Linked DNA regions of Mus musculus: region 2 is linked to region 1. A link is a contact called in public HiChIP or PLAC-seq data. All regions are on one chromosome and are shown on one strand. Each heading gives the region's core, a stretch centred on a gene start, on an enhancer-like site or on the middle of the called end of the contact. The rest is flanking DNA. Distances are from core to core; before and after follow the strand shown. Region 1 overlaps Zswim4 (zinc finger SWIM-type containing 4). Region 2 holds the start of Tnpo2 (transportin 2 (importin 3, karyopherin beta 2b)).

Evidence for each region. HiChIP or PLAC-seq counts read pairs in DNA pulled down with a chosen protein or histone mark.
Region 2: a contact with region 1 is called in an H3K4me3 HiChIP or PLAC-seq map of bone marrow-derived macrophages, with 4 times the contacts expected there. The contact joins the promoter of Tnpo2 here to the enhancer-like site in region 1. A contact is called at or near these places in 2 of 39 promoter capture datasets (liver and pre-B cells), 1 of 484 Hi-C or Micro-C datasets (the HL-1 cell line) and 4 of 115 datasets of contacts at active chromatin or transcription factors (bone marrow-derived dendritic cells, bone marrow-derived macrophages, pancreatic cancer cells and 1 more).

Annotation. Positions count from the first base shown.
Region 1 is chr8:84,218,269-84,223,671 of GRCm38.p6, forward strand. Zswim4 (zinc finger SWIM-type containing 4) reads right to left here. Exons shown (of 14, transcript NM_172503.3): 9 at 5,403; 10 at 4,952-5,087; 11 at 1,558-1,712. Among named protein-coding and RNA genes, the nearest start is that of Mir3074-2, 12 kb to the left of the region's middle. Within about 2 kb of position 2,048, at least 45 of the 459 cell types and tissues checked have an H3K27ac peak or open chromatin away from gene starts, as enhancers often do. A contact at or near this core is called in bone marrow-derived macrophages, where this site is marked.
Region 2 is chr8:85,034,195-85,039,597 of GRCm38.p6, forward strand. It overlaps Tnpo2 (transportin 2 (importin 3, karyopherin beta 2b)), which reads left to right and starts at 2,699. Exons shown (of 25, transcript NM_001364032.1): 1 at 2,699-2,783; 2 at 4,141-4,295. The coding sequence starts at 4,197.

The sequences.
Region 1 (5,403 bases), core at 798-3,297:
GAACTGGGAGTGCAGCTCAGTGGCAGAGTGCTGGCCTAGCTTACACAAGACCTGGGTCCCACCCTCAGCACCACAGAAAAGAAGACAAGGCTGCCTGCTTCCGTGTCCCACGTGACACCAGTTCCGTGTCCCACGTGACACCAGTACCCTCTCTTTGTGCATGGTGATCTCCTCCTTGTTTACTGTCTGCCGGCTTTGTGTGTGTTCATGTGAGTGTAGATATGTGTGTATACATGTGTGTGTTCATGTGAGTGTAAATATGTAATGTATACATGTGTGTGTTCATGTGAGTATAGATATGTGTATACACATGTATGGGGAGGCCAGAGTCAAGCTTGAATGTCATCCCTCAGGCACCGCCCACCTTTTAAAAGAACACATTATTTTATTTTTATATGTAAGGGTGTTTTGTCTGGTGCCTGCAGAGTCCAGAAGGATGTGTTGGGTTTCCTAGAATTGGAGTTACAGATGGTTGTGAGCTAACACATAGGTGCTAGAAATTGAACTCTGGTCCTCTATAGGAATAGACAGTGCTCCTAACCACTGAGCCGCCTTTCCACCCATCTCCCTTAGGGCAAGGCTGGCCATCCAGCAGACCCTGAGGGTCCTCTGTCTCACTTTCCCAGTGCTGGGGCAACAAGTGTATGCTACCATACCAGCCTTTTTTATTTTACTTCAGAGCTCTGGCCAGCTTGGGATTTACTATGTAGACCAGGATGACCTCAAACTCACTGAAATATGCCTTCTTCTGCATCTGCCTCCCAAGTGCTGGAATTAAAGGCAGGGCACCTACCCTTATACCCATTGTTTTATGGAATCAGGGGACTGAACCCCAGTCCTCTCTCATGCTGGTGTGGCAAGTGCTTTACCAAATGAGCCATCATCCCCCAGGCCATCTGTGTGTTCCTGTGGTACTGGGGGAGCTCAGGGCTTTACACGTGCTAAGCAGGGTCTCTACTACTAATCCAGGCCCTGGCTAGTTGACTATACATCTTCTTCATAGAACATGGGATTTGGGATAGTTTTGTTACCTGCCACCTGGCAGCACTGGGTCCTCACAGAGCATGTGCAAGCCGTAGTACAGAGGAGACAGTTGGTAAGAGTAGAGCAGGTGTGGCAGAACATGAGGCCAAGGGGTAAGATCGTGAGTCAAGGGCAGTGTGGGCTGCATGGTGTACTGCAGGCAAGCTTGGGACTCATGTGAGACCATGTCTTTCTTAGAAGCAAGCTGGAGAGACAGCTCAGTGGTTATGGGCACTGCTGCACTTGCAGAGGACTGGAGTGTGATCCTAGCCATGTCTAGAACCCACGTTAAAGCTCACAACTGTCTGGAACTCTACCCAAGAGATTTGATGCCTCCATGGCTCCATGATGCACAGACAGACATTCAGGTAAACACCCGTTCACAAAAAGAGAAATGAAACCTAAAGAAGAAAGAAAATTAAAAGCGAAAACAGCAAAGAAGTGAAGGATGAGTGTGGGTAGGAAATGGAAGCAGGAAAAAGAGGGAGTCAGGGGACAGCAGGACCCTAGAAGGATAGCTGTCACTGCCCTCACCTTTGGCAGCCGTCAGCATGGTGGAGGCCAGCTCACACTGGCGGGTCTCCAGGTGGCCAAGGATGAACCACCGGGGGAAGCGGTTACTCATGATGGAGTCCAGTGGGTTGGGGTGAGATTCTCCAGCGGGGAATGTTGTCTCCAGCACAGGCAGCCTGGAGCAGGGGAGAAGAAAACACTGAGTGAGCTGCCACTGCTGCCTGCTGCCCCCATGAGAATCTCCCAGGGAAGGTGATGGGGAAGGGGCAAGGCTCAGTCTGTAGATTCCAGCACGACAAAGGCCCTGGGTTCCATCCCCAGCACCTTATCAAAAGAAGAGCTGGAATTTGACTGGCTACTACCATACAGAGAAGATACACATCCTGATAAGGGTAGGGAGGAAGGGGAACTCGTCGAGCTGCAGTGTCTGAGCTCAGCATTACAGCAGTGCCTAATAAAGCACAGCACCCTGCACTTGAGCCACTGCTCCAAAAACAAACAACAGAGAACAGAAGCTTATGCATGGTTGCCATGTGAGTTAGTGTAACTGTCACAGAAAGCAGAAGTTCTGAAGTTCCTTGGCGACTACAAACAGAAACAACCCCCATACACACACGCACACACACACACACACGCACACACACACACACACACACACACGCACGTATATGATCAACCCAACAAACTCACTGCTGGGCACATGTCCATAGTAAATCAGTATATTAAAGAGGGTGCCTGCTGCATACTGTACCACAATTCACAATGGCCACAATGGGGCGGTCAACACATGTGAACACATGTGTGAACACATGATGAACAGCTACAGAAAACGTAACACCCACATACAAAGGAGTACTATTCAGGCATAGGAAGAATAAAATATCAGCAGGTGCAACTATATGGTGGGAACATTCACTAGGATCAGACAGGCACAGGGAGAAACACCACAGCTCTTCAGTCATGAATAGGAGCTGGAGCAGATGACAAGCCAGGTCTGGTGGCCCACACCTGCCCCACCAGCACTGCAGAGGCTAAGGCTACAAGGTTGTGAGATGGCTCAGCAGTTCAAGTCCTTGCTGCTCTTCCAGAGAACCTGGGTTCAATTCCCAGCACCCACATGGCAGCTCACAACTGCCTAACTCCAGCTTCAGAGCCTCTGACACCCTCACACAGACATGCAGGCAAGACACCAATGCATATAAAGTAAAAATAAATAAATTACTTAAAAAAAGAAACTACTGGGCTGGTGAGATGGCTCAGTGGGTTAGAGCACTGACTGCTCTTCCAAAGGTCCTGAGTTCAAATCCCAGCAATCACATGGTGGCTCACAACCACCTGTAATGAGATCTGACGCCCTCTTCTGGTGCGTCTGAAGTCAGCTACAGTGTACTTATGTATAATAATAAATAAATCTTTTAAGAAAAGAAAAAGAAAAAAAAAACTACTTTAAAAAAAGAGTCTCGGGCTGGTGAGATGGCTCAGTGTGTAAGAGCACCCGACTGTTCTTCCGAAGGTCCAGAGTTCAAATCCCAGCAACCACATGGTGGTTCACAACCATCTGTAACAAGATCTGACGCCCTCTTCTGGAGTGTCTGAAGACAGCTACAGTGTACTTACATATAATAAATAAATAAATCTTTGAAAAAAAAAAAAGAGTCTCAGGCCAGTCTGCACAGTCTGTCACCTTGAAAAAGAGAAAGGGAAAACAATGGGGACATTCTCAAAGGGGGAGACGGGATGCTAACTATTAGAGTTTCTGCTATGGAGTAGGGTGAGAGTTGGAAAAGCTAGATCATAGGTGTCAAATACACATCCATGTCTCTGTCACCGTCCGACTCTAATTACCCATGTTTCCCCACTACCATTCTTTCTTTCTCATCATGTCTCACCTATCTAGTTCTGAGATCCAGTCTTGTTACTCAGCTCAACCTGCTCTGAAACTTGAGATCTTAGACTCAATGTGCTGGGATTACAGACCTGTGTCATCCCACCCAACTATTAAGAAAATGCATTTCAGCCTAGCAGTGGTGGCACACACCTTTAATCCCAGCACTTAGGAGGCAAAGTCAGGTGAGTCTCAGAGTTCAAGGGCAGCCTGGTCTACAGAGCAAGTTCCAGGTCAGCCAGGGCTACACACAGAAACTGGGTCTCAAAAAAACAACAAACAAACAAGACAAGAAAATGTATTTAAGGCTGGGCAGTGGTGGCGCACACCTTTAATCCCAGCACTTGGGAGGCAGAGGCAGGCGGATTTCTGAGTTGGAGGCCTGCCTGGTCTACAAAGTGAGTTCCAGGACAGCCAGGGCTATGCAGAGAAAACCCTGTCTCAAAAAAAAAACAAAGACAAACAAAAGACAGAGCAAGAAAATGTATTTAGCAGCGTGGTGCTGCATGTTTACAATACCAGGTGCAGGCAGAAGAATCGTGAGTTCAAGGTCAGCCTTGGCTATATAGAGAGTTTGTGGCCAGCCTAAGCTACATGACATTCTGCTTCAAACAACCCTCATCAGAGAAGACCAGACATTCAGACGCCCTGGGAATCAGCTGGTTTGTGAGTGGGAGGAGTTGTGTGTAGGTAGTAGATACACTCCCTGTGTTAGCCCCTTCCTCTAGCTGGCTCTACCCACAGGCCCACGGAGAGCTCAGAAGCCACATTTCCTTCACAGACCCTACCATAAAAGGGAAAAGGACACCCTCACTCCTGCAGTGCTCTGGGAACCAGTGTGTTCTCGGGGAGCCAACCAGGTTCTGCAGGCCAGGCCAGGCCAGGTCAGGCCAGTGCCTGGAGCTCCACACAGCCCTTCTGCTCCCTCCACTAGTTTTAAAATTGCCTGCCAGGTCCCCTCAAAGCCCTCATGTGAAGTTGCAGCAGCGTTCTGTCCAAGTCCTTCCTCTTTCTGTTCTCTTCTCCCTACGCCCTGCAGCACCATCTGCATGAGTCCTGTCAGCACCCGGCTCTGCTTTTGCAACCACCAGCACTATCTGGTCTGTTTAGGGCAGCCGCAGTCGCTGAATGATTTAATGCTGCCACTAACCTCTATGTATTTTAAACATGAGTAGAACTATAACTGCTGAAAAAACACCTGTGTCATATGGCCACTGCTGGGCACTGACCCCGACATCCAGGCAACTGTAATACTGCTGAGTCATACCCTCAGTGCATGAAACCAGCTACTCAAAAGTCTCCACTGAGCTTCAGGTAGGCTGAGAAAAAGCCTACACTTTGAGCTTGTTTGGGGTCCCTAGCTGTTAATCATTCTCAAGTTTACTGTATTATACATTTCCATTTAACGGTAACACACACACCCTTCTTCATGACACCCTTCTTCATGAGCCGCGGGAGGCCTCACTCACTAGACTGAGGCCCGGCTTGGAGGTGGGACTCCTAGCCGCTTACTCCTTCTCCCACCCTTACCTCATGGCTCGGAGCGCCAGGCGGAAGGCCAGATCTGGGTCGTGGGGCAGCAGCGCAGTGAACAAGTATCGGGCACAGGTGTGCATGGGTACGCTCTCCCGGAAAATCACTTCTCCAAAGCCGCTGAAAGGGCCTCCTACAGAGACAGGGTGAGTTCATCTGCACTATCCCTGCGCTCCAAATGCAAGTGGAGGCGCGGAAGAAAAGAGGGGTCCCTAGGCAACAGGGTTTAGTGAGGGAGGATGAGGTGCACCTGCTCTAGTCAATAGGGGGAGAACACTTAGCAAAGAGCCAATAGGGCTAGGCCATGGGAGGGGCCAGGATATGGGGCGGGGTTTACAATGTGGTGGTTGACCAGTCATAGCATCTTTAGACCACAGAGTAGTACTTTGAGGCCAGGCGTCAAGGCCTCATACCTAACCCGCAGGGCTGTGCGGGGAAGCCGACGCACC
Region 2 (5,403 bases), core at 1,449-3,948, 820 kb after region 1:
ATACCCTCATGTGGCTGGTCCCTCAGGGGGAATGGATGCCTCAGCATGGGCCCACTGAGACATCCCCTTCTCCCATACCTCACTACCCCTCCATAGAACATATCTCCTTACTCTTTATCTTTTTACAAACACATCACCTAAGGCCCACATAGCGAGAATCAGCTCTGCAAGTTGCCACTCAAAGCATTTGAATTCAAACACCTTTTTAAAAAAATTATTGTCTGCATTTCATAACTTACATAGCCTCTACCTGGAGTCAAAGCCCTCCCTTGATTAAAAAACAATAAACCACGCCCCCCCCCAAGAAAAAAGCCAAACAGAAACTACTGTGAACCTTCCGACTCTCCAATCTCCAGTTTAACAGCCAACTTGCAAGAACCCGGACCAGCCCATCTTCACGAATAAAAACTTGAGTTTTAGCTGGGCGTAGTGGCGCACGCCTTTAATCCCAGCACTCGGGAGGCAGAGGCAGGCGGATTTCTGAGTTCGAGGCCAGCCTGGTCTACAAAGTGAGTTCCAGGACAGCCAGGGCTACACAGAGAAACCCTGTCTCGAACCCCCCCCCCCCCCCGCCCCAAATTGAGATTTAGATACAGGGCATCTTGGGATTTGTAGTTTCAAGCCTCACCGGAGCGTGAGAAGTAGTGTGAGAAAGCTCTGCGCATGCGTAGGGTGGCTATCCACACGTGTCGTTAAAGGGTTTCTGTTTATATTGAGTCGCTAGTCCGTTGCGGAAGTTTCCCTTGATTTTCTCAACAGAGGCTTGCAATATTTCAATTCTTGCTTTTTCATGACTGAAGGTTGCTGGGACTGATCGTGCCAATGGGGAGTGGGCTAAGTTGTTTTCAAGTTGAGGCATTCCCATAGACCTGTCCCTCACCTGAAGGTCAAAACAAAGAAACCACAGCAAAACCTATCAAAGGCCTCGGTAGTACTTTGGGATTCGAATCATGGTTACTTTAGTAAATATTGGTTTAAGCAGGGCGAGAAGAAAACGAACCTGCAGTCAACTGGGGAGCTGTGCTTAGAGCTACATTTTCAAATAATTTATGATTTGAATCATTATTGCTCAATAAGCTTAAGGTCAGGTAAGCATAATTTGGATGGATCATCTCTAACGGAGCAAATTATGCTATATCCACTGAGATAGAGGTGCGGCTGAAGAGTGAATCCCTTATCGGCGGTAGGACTAGGAGGGGATGGAGACGGGAAGGGGGTAGAAGAAAGCACCAGGGTCTCCAATTCTATAATGGTGTACGGCTGAAAAGGAAAAACTACTGAATTCAAACGGCAGAAGCATTCATGACCTGGCTCTTGCCTAAATTGCTCTGGGCAATCCTCATCTCACTTTTAAGGTAGGTTAAGGGATTAGGTCTTCTGATCGAATTTAGCTGCCTTGTTTTATTTTAGAAGTTATTGCCAGGGGCTGAATAAGATGACTCAGCGATTAAGTGCACTTGTTGCTTTGCTACAGGACCCTGGTTTTGAGTGCCAGCAATCGTATATGGCAGCTCACAACTGTCTTGTAGCTCTAGTTCCAGGAGATTCAACACCTGACTGTCTCGTCAGAAACGTGATGCAGACATAAATGCAGGCAAAACAAACATAAATCCGGTGGCGCATGCCTTGAATCCCAGCACTTGGGAGGCAGAGGCTGGCGGATTCTCAGTTCGAGGACAGCCTGGACTACAGATTGAGTTCCAGGACAGCCAGAGCTACACAGAGAAACCCTGTCACGAAAAACAGAACAAAAAATGGCCACGTGTTATTTTTCAGTCCCATGTAAAAAGTGTTTAAACAGCATTGAACAATAACAGGACAGTTGCTCTAGTAAAATCCAGCACCGCCAGCTGCCTGCCCTGCTCTTTACGTCGGTGTAGTGCTGTTTAGGGGAGCGAAAGAGAAAGTTACATTTTAACCCCCTCCCCCAGTTTCTCTGTGTAGCCTTGGCTGTCCTGGAACCAGTTCCATAGATCAGGGAGTGCTGGGGTTAAAGGGGTGCGCCGCCACTGCCCGGCTTCATTTTAACTTATTTTTGATCAAAGGGTTTTGTGATGTAGCTTTCCTGGCACCAGAGGGGTCTACTGTTGCCTTATTCCCTATCCCTGCCCTCCCTCCCTCCCAATCCAGTTCTGAGGCACGCCGGACTGCGGAACAGTTTAAATTTTAGGGAGTTGTAGTAAGGACACGGTTAGCTGTAGTTGAAGGATTCCTAGGTCCATTACACACCGAAAACACCCATGCACTACTAAATTTCTAGCTCCAGCAAAATCTGCAACTCAGTGGGGCTGGGGCCAGTTAAGAGTACTGTGGGCTCTCGTAGAGGACCCAGGTTTGATTTCAGCATCCACATGGCTCACCACCACCAGCTTCACAGGCATCCAATGCAATCTTCTGATCCCCACGGCACTGCGCGCACATGGTTCAGACAAAAATACCAATATACGTTAAAGAAGAAAGAAGAAAGCTGCAGTAAGGAAAAGGAAACGAGACGCTGGGAGGACCTAATGGCAAGAGAGGCCTAGAGGCGGTACTTATTCTCTCACGTGACTCAACTTGGCCAGGGCCACTCTGTGCCAGATCACGTGTGAGTGCTTCGCTCTCCGATTGGCTTTGGTAGGCCAGTTTGAACGGCGTACGGAAGCCGAAATTGTTCATTTCGGCCGCGTTTAATTTTTTTTTTTTTTTTTTTTTTTTAATTCCCTGCCTCTGGCTCCCTCCTTCCGCGCGAGCCTCTGGAGAAGCTGCAGCACTTAGGCGCCGCCGCTGCCTCCCGGGGCCTGGTAGGTGGGCCTCGCTCGGCCGGGGCCCCTTGGCTTCAGCTCGCCTCGAACCTCCCTGGGTTCTGGGCCTGCGCCGCGCGCCGCCCAGGCGTCGGGGTCGCGCCCGGCTGAGAGGCGGGGTACCGGGTTGGGCCAGCTCTCGAGGCCGGCAGAACGGGCCGGGCGGGGGAGGGGGAGCTGATCTGATCTCAAGGGGTGGGGCCTCGGCGCCCGGGCAGGTTCGGGTGCCACGAGATGCGGGCCAGTGGGGCGGCTGGGGTCGGGCTGGAGGGGCGCTGATTGGGGGAATCGTCGGGGGACGTCGCGTGGATCGGGTGTGTGTGGGGATCTGTTTCGGCGGGGCTTGGTTGGGTCTGATTCGGGGGAGACAGCCTTGAAAGTTGAGAGGGGAAGGTTGTTTAGTCCTAATAGGGAGGGGCGTCAGACTTGAGACCAGAGGGCTTTGCTGAGTCTGGCTGCGAGGCGGTGGTGGGATCCGTTGAGGGTAGCGCACCGGGCGGGTGTTTGTGCGGGACTCTGTAAGGGAAGCTGCAGGGATTGGACGGATGGGGTCTCCGACGTGAAGTGATCGGGGGTGAGGGGGTGGGAGGGGGCTTAGGGGAATTTGATTGGGGGAGCTGCCAGAGGTCCGTCAGCATTAATTCCTGCTGACTGGGGCGGAGGGTAAGAGCTAGAGAAGCTTGGCCAGATCTGATTGGGGGCAGGCAGCGGGCATTGGGGGCTTTGGTCGTGGGTTGGGTGATTCTGACTGGCTCTCATTCAAAGAGACATTGGAAACCTATCGGGTATTGCTTGTATTCTGGTTAAGGAGGGTCACAGGGCCGCGTCTAGGTCAGAAAGGGGGCCATGTGGCGTCTACTGAGCTTGTAGAGCCGGTTTAGAAGAGGGAGCAGGGATGAGCAAGATCTGGGCGCTTAGGGACCTAGAGGAGCTCAGAAATCTAGGAGGCGGCTGGCATCTAGTGGAGCTGGAAGGCTGGATTTTGGGGAAGGGAATCCTCGTGGACTGAGCCTTCACCTGAAAGACCGCTGGGGCGGGGCCCCTCGCCCTGGAGGGAGGCGGAAGCCGTGAGGCCCGTAACCGGGGGCGGCGGTGGCGTGGATCGCTTTGGAAAGAGGGTTCCTCGTTAGGCTCGATGTGGATCCGTCGCGCCCCCGCCGCTGGTCCTGATGGCCCGCTTTTATATTCCCCCCACTCGCACTCCCGAGCCCGCGACTGCGTGGCCGAGGATGGCTTAGCTGGCGGGGACCCCGCACTTGGACAGGCGCGGATTGGAGGCCTCCGCTTCTCGGCGGAGAGCGCTTGCGTCTGCATGCAGCCGCCTCTGCCTCGGGGACTCAACTTGGGTCTCACACAGAACTCCAGCGACCCAGCGCTGATCCAGGCTCCTACCCCTGCAGTTCGCCTTGCGCCATGGACTGGCAGCCAGACGAGCAGGGCCTGCAGCAGGTCTTGCAGCTTCTCAAAGACTCGCAGTCGCCCAACACAGCTACTCAGCGCATTGTGCAGGATGTATCCTTCTTTCCTTCCGGGGCTCACGGAACAGTGCCGATGTCTGCACCTCGTGAAGGCCAGAGAGGGAGGGACTACTTCTTGATTCCCAGACTTTTTCTGCTGAGAGAGAACATGAATTAAAGGTTTAGGTCTTTGGTTCCATTTCTGGAGTGGAGAAAATGATGGGCATGTCTGATGTTCACTGAGTACTTAATCCTGTAACTGTTGAGTGTTGGTAACTTTCCTTTAACAGACGGGAACCTGGAGGCTTAAACAGGGAAAATGCCTCAGCAAGGACCCAGGGTTAAGAAGTCCAGCCATCGCAGATTTTAGTGGTATGCCTTGTCAGAATGAGGGTAGATAGGTAGGGACGTTGGAGTTGCAACATGAGTGTTTTTGAAGTTGAAAACTTTTTTCCTAAGAGCTCTTTATATCATATACATATATATGTAGATAGATATAGATTAGTTTTGTTATTAATTTGATACACCTATGAAGAGGGGCCTTCAGTTGAAAAATTATCTCAATCAGATTGGCCTGTGGGCATGGCTGTGGGAAATTTTCTTGATAATAATTGATGCTGGTCTGTATAAGAAAGGTTGGTGGATGTGAGTCGGGGAAGGAACCAGTAAGCAGCTTTATGCAGAGGTTTCTTCTTCAGTTATATTCCTGGAGTTCCTACCTTGGGACTTCCCAATGATGAGCTAAAACAAACCCTTAGTGTTTTATCACAGCAACAGAGAAGCAAATTAGAGTAAGATCAGAATTTTAAATGATATATGGTCATGACAGCATCCACCTTTAATCACAGCGTTCAGGAGGCAGAAGCTAGTGAATCTCGGAGTTTAGGAGTAACCTGGTCTTATGAAAACTTTCTCAAATAAAAAAATTGAATGTTTGAAGCAGTATCAAATTTCACTTGAAAATGGGACTAGTCCATCACCTTTTCCTGCAGGGCTGAGACTGGAACATACAAGCCTAGAGCATGCTAGCCACTTGCTTTATTCTTGAGCTGCACCCCAAAGTCCTGCTCCTGAAACTCAGCCATTCACTTGTGTTTTCTCTCTCTCTCTCTCTCTCTCTCTCTCTCTCTCTCTCTCTCTCTTTCTTTCTTTCTCTCTTTGAG